Linked DNA regions of Danio rerio: region 1 is linked to region 2. A link is a contact called in public Hi-C data. All regions are on one chromosome and are shown on one strand. The core of a region is the stretch at or near the end of the contact, and the rest is flanking DNA. Distances in the headings are between cores, read along the strand shown.

Region 1 (3,059 bases), core at 408-2,907, 61 kb after region 2:
AAAAACTACATTAAAGTTAGACATTAATGCATTTAGTGAGGTATGAGTACAAGACACTAAATATGTATGTTTCACATTTTTATTGCATTTGCTCTTTGCAATTCTAATTTAGTCACAACATTGTGCAAAAGAATAAATACACACTTATTTACAACAAACATAAACTTAATTTGGGTGGAGCTGTGCACAACTGTAAACAATATTGACGTACATATTGAAACCTACCACATACCTAAAACATACATAGGTCTGTTAATCATTCCTGAAATTGTTTAATTTAGAAGACATTTTTAGGGGAAAAAAAAAGATTTACATTTTTAAAAATAAAATTAGCTTGACTGATTTTGACTAGTTCAACATTTTTGTATGCAATGACTCGAGTAATGAAATGAGGACTATTAGTTTAATATGGAGTGACTATTAAGAATTTACAAGTTTAGTTAAATTTGACTGATATGACATAAGCAATTTATGATGTTATAAAACAGCAGAGAGTGCAAAAGCATTTGCAATTTGTTGGACGGAATGAGAAACTGTTACTATGATGAGCACAAATTATTAATTGTTTTGAAAAATGCATGAACTATTGTGCAAATGTAAATAGTGTTGTGAGAAATGCACCAAAGCCACTGAAAAAAAACTGTAATTTATAATTCCTAATATGGCTAAAATGATTCTATAAAAATTCAATATAAAAATACAAAAGCAACAGCTTTAACAGTTGTTAAACACATATCAACTAAAAGGTGATATCATTTTTCTGACAAACTACATTAATACATGTTTTTATGCTTGGATTATTGTATAAATACATAGGTCTGTGTGCATAAATGCACGATTTAATAACAAAAGGGCAGCTGGTGTTACACGTGTGATCTCTAATCACCATCATCATCATCATTATAAGCTGTTAACCCCATACTAGCTAAAAGGTGTTTATATTGTGTACCATACTTCTAACAATTAATAATAACACATGTATATTCCAGAAAACAAATACTTTTTTCTATAGTCAGATTATCACAAGCATACAGTACATACATACATTCACATAGGTCTGTGTGCATAAAGGCATAATTTATTAAACAAAAGTGTAGCTGGTGTTACACATGTGATCTCTCATCATCATTATCATCACCATTATCATCATCTGATAATGAATCAGCATTATGTCTCCACCAAGGATTACTTTTATCACATGAACGCCTCATTTAATGATGCAATGGTTAAGTCATTGTCTATTGTAGTGACTAGCATCATCCCCCATGTGACTGCACCACCTGAATATTAAAAAGAAATATACCACTTTATTACAACGCTGACCTCACACTAGTAACAACAGCTAAAGCTTGTGTCATTATCTTAATCATCAGCATTATTATCACCATCACTAGAATAGAAACGCACAGCACGTACTCATTGTTCTGTTTGACAAATTCATAGTTGTCATCATCAAGCTCTGCAGTTTCTCTAAATATCTGACTATCACAGGGGCCAAACAACACAGCATAATGTCCCCACACTGATCCGGAACTCAGTAGTACGTTATTTATTTTCATCAGTCGCTCGTTTTTTTCTGTGCCAGAGCTTGTGTGAGTCCATTCCTGGCACAGCTGAGGGCAAGAGCTGCGAGATCAGTGGAGAAATGAACCCACAGGAGCAGTGAGTCAGATCTGAGTCAAGCCCTGCTCTCCACACAGTCACGATGCCCATGATCATAGCAGATGTGCCAGCTGACCTTCTAAGGGTGCCATACAAGGACTGCTGAGCCATGATACTTGGCTTTTTCTTCACCTCTGATCCCTTCAAATGCATTTTATTTATGAATATAATAAATAAATATAAAATGTATGTATATATTCATTCATTCACATAATATATATTCATCGTGTATATACATTAATTTATTATATATACATTCAGTTATACATTCATTCATTCATATATATATATGTGTGTGTGTGTGTGTGCGTGTGTGTGTGTGTGTGTGTGTGTGTGTGTGTGTGTGTGTGTGTAATTTCTGTATGATTCAAATGGTTTCAATCATTTTTATGATCAAAATCGCTCAACATTGCCATGTGTATAGAAAATGCCATTTGTATAGAAATAATGCTGCTATGATATATGAAACAAAATCGGTAGTTGGCAAATATATTGTGTGCATATTTGTAAATATGATCCTGAAAGAGTCAGTCCCTTACCAGCCACAAACCTCACCATAGGTCACTGATATTTATTCTTTAATTTTCCTTGAGCTTAGTCTCTATTTTAGAGGGTGCCACAGCGGAATAAAAATATTAAACATAATATCTTATATAATGCGGGAAATATATATATATATATATATATACGTGTGTGTGTGTGTGTGTGTGTGTGTGTGTGTGTGTGTGTGTGTGTGTGTGTGTATACATACATACATACATACATACATACATACATACATATATATATATATATATATATATATATATATATATATATATATATATATATATATATACATACATATATATATTAAGTAAGTTAAAACATTTATACAGTGGAAAGGTTGAAAACTGTTGATTATTATTATTATTAATAATAATAATAATAATAATAAACAAAGATTTATAAGCTATAAGCATATTTTGGACATCTGCAAATTCTTACAGTATATACAGCACTTGCTGTATACCATAACTATGTATTATGACAACAACAAAAAAGAGCATACTAAAATATGTACAATTTCATTAATTCATTCATTCATTTTCTTGTCAGCTTAGTCCCTTTATTAATCCGGGGTCACCACAGCGGAATGAACTGCCAACTTATCCAGCAAGTTTTTACGCAGCAGATGCCCTTCCAGCCTCAACCCATCTCTGGGAACATCCACACACACATTCACACACACACTCATACACTACGGACGATTTAGCCTACCCAATTCACCTGTACCGCATGTTTTTGGACTGTGGGGGAAACCGGAGCACCCGGAGGAAACCCACACGAAGGCAGGGAGAACATGCAAACTCCATACAGAAACGTCAACTGAGCCGAGGTTCGAACCAGCAACCCAG
Region 2 (2,896 bases), core at 174-2,673:
ACTAAACCTGAAATCATTTCTGATATTTGAAAATAAATGAATATCAAATAAAATCAATGATGAAATCATACATTTTAAAACATTTTAAATAAAATCATACTAGCTACAGTGATACTCAAGTGATACTCAATTAACACTGAGCATGATTTATTGACAACAAATGGTTTTACCTTTCCTTTTTCATTTAGATTTTTGAGTGAATATGAAAATAGGACTTCGACTTGATCTTGAAATTAACTTAAATCTCCTCACATCACATACTGTATTATGATTTTAACACTGCACAAAGCTATCAGAATAGCACTCACTGTATCTTTTTCTCTGTGTAAGCCCCTGATATGCTACATAAAACCAGCATTTTTGCAGCCATCTTTCCTTGTGACTACTGCTGATAAAATCTAAATCAAACATCTACAAACAAGTCATCTGGAGGGCTTCATTCACACACCCGCAGATTTCCATCTCATCAGCACCCTTTGTTTCATCATTTCAGCAAAAACTTGGTCACGACTGAAATACATCCACCACTGTTCAAACCTCTTCAGATATTCCCGGAATTAAAGGGGAAGTAGCAGGAAAAACGGACTTTTTTGTTTTCTTTTAAGAGAACTTTTTTTTTTTTTTAAATAAGTTCAAGTCACCAAGAGTTAAACACACGAGTTTTACCATTTTTTAATTCATTCAGCAAACCTTCAGATTCTGACAAGAGCACTTTTACCTTAGCTTACCATAAATCATTTATTTGGATTAGACCATTTGCTTCTATTTTTTATGTCAAGAACACTACGTCATGAAATGTCAGGTTTGACCGTTTGCTGCCGTTTATTATTCCTATAGCCATTTCTCCTGTAGGCAACTGAATCAGAAGTTCAACCAGAAAGAACAGAGAGATAAGTATGATATTAAATTGCATTTATTTGATGAGTGATATTTGACAAAGTATCATTTAACAAAACATAGGATTTCTTTGGCGTGGGCCCATATACTGTATGTAGCTTAAATTGGAAGCTGATTGTGGTGAGTGATGTGACATTAGATCTTCCTGGTAGAACTATATTTCTAACATGAGCGCACTTCCACATTGAACAATAAGGCCAATAGCAAGTACAAGCTCCGCCCTCTTTTGAAAAGCAGCAGCTCGTTTGCATTTAAATGAACACAGCACATAATCCCAAATATGTGGGGTGTTTTAAGCTGAAACTACACAGCCACATTCTAGGAATTCTCTGAGCACGTGAGGAGCCATAATTTGTCCTCTTTAAATGTAAAACAGTATAAGCCAAGGGCCTTTTCTTTCTGAGATGTGTGTTTGAGCGTGAGCTGGTTCTCTCTGTTCATTCTGCTCGTGCAGGTGGGAGGTGTAGAGTGTGTCACGATCCAGCAGCGAGTGGTAATCGCTCTCTATATACGGCAGCGATGATACAGACGGCGAGGCACTGTTCATTCACAACCGCGCTGCCAGATCTGAGTCATGAGAGGGAGAACAGTGGCCCAGTAAGCAGTGGGAGAGATGCGCTGACCTCATTCTGAGTCACGGAGCCTGAATCCTGACCCAGCCTCCGTCAGCGGATCATCAATAACCTACATACGGATAAGACTTATACAATCTGATTTTGCAGATCATTTCAGTTAAGCACTTCAACACTGGGGACGCTAGCTGCTGGATGGGATTTTGTGTTAACACTGTCAAAAGCTGATTATTTGCCTAAATCATTTAATGTGCTGAAATTTGGAGGCTGAAATGAATCTCTGACACTTAAGACCACATCAAATCCCAAAAATTGGTGGATTTTTGACAATGTCTGTTTGCTTTGATTTCAGCAATAGTATTTGCAATAATTCATTTTAATATTTACACTACTGTTCAAAAACAGTTCACAAGCGTATTTTTGTATCACAAAATTATATTTAATTAATCAAGGATTCAATAAACTAGTAAATAAATTATAAACTGTGACATTACACTACTTAACAGCAAAACGCTTACAATGCTAATATTATGCTGTAAATAAATGGTATTCTTTTAAATGGTACCTTTTATTGGAAAAAGAACATTTATTCATTCATTTTCTTTTCAGATTAGTCCTTTTATTAATCCGGGGTCGCCAAAGGGAAATAAACAGCCAACTTATCCAGCATATGTTTTTACACAGCGGATGCCCTTCCAGCTGCAACCCATCACTGGGAAACATTCATACACACTCATTCACTACAGACAATTTAACTTACCCAATTCACCTGTGGAGGAAAACCACGCGAACGCAGGGAGAACATGCAAACTCCACACAAAAAAACGCCAACTGACCCAGCCGAGGCTCGAACCAGTGACCTTTTTGCTGTGAGGCAACAGCACTACCAACTGTGCCACTGCTTTGGCTAAATTAACATATACAATAACATATATAATACAAACCTAAGCATAAACTACCGGTCAAAAGTTTAGGGTCAGTAGGATTTTAAAATATTTTCAAATACGCTTGTCCTGCTGACCAAGGCTGCATTCATTTCATAAAAAATACAGTACAAATTTTAAAATAGTGAAATGTTATTGCCCTATAAAATAACTGTTCAAAAGTAGTTCATCATTTAATTACATTATTTATTCCAGTGATTTTAAAGATGAATTTTCAGCTTCATCTCTCCAGTCTTCAGAGTCACATGATCCTTCAGAAATCACCCTAATTTGAATTTTTATTAATATTATTATTCATTAATTTTCTTTTCAGATTTGTCCCTTATAAATCCGGGGTTACCACATCAGAATAAACTGCCAACTTATCCAGCATGTTTTTATGCAGCGGATGCCCTTCCAACTGCAACCCATCTCTGGGAACATCCACAAACACTCATTCACACTCATACACTATACGGACAATTCAGCCTACCCAATTAACCT

Evidence for each region. A called contact is a pair of places that touch in the nucleus more often than the background predicts.
Region 1: a Hi-C map of an unstated tissue shows a contact between it and region 2, with 2.9 times the contacts expected there. The contact joins two enhancer-like sites. A contact is called at or near these places in 2 of 18 Hi-C or Micro-C datasets (caudal fin and an unstated tissue).

The regions. Positions count from the first base shown.
Region 1 is chr24:23,828,709-23,831,767 of GRCz12tu, forward strand. All of the region lies in intron 2 of LOC141380670 (a long non-coding RNA gene), which reads right to left. It also overlaps a transcript of LOC556668 not described here. Among named protein-coding and RNA genes, the nearest start is that of slc22a13b, 58 kb to the right of the region's middle. Within about 2 kb of position 1,658, at least 3 of the 62 cell types and tissues checked have an H3K27ac peak or open chromatin away from gene starts, as enhancers often do.
Region 2 is chr24:23,767,633-23,770,528 of GRCz12tu, forward strand. All of the region lies in intron 3 of LOC141380670 (a long non-coding RNA gene), which reads right to left. It also overlaps a transcript of LOC556668 not described here. Among named protein-coding and RNA genes, the nearest start is that of slc22a13b, 120 kb to the right of the region's middle. Within about 2 kb of position 1,424, at least 15 of the 62 cell types and tissues checked have an H3K27ac peak or open chromatin away from gene starts, as enhancers often do.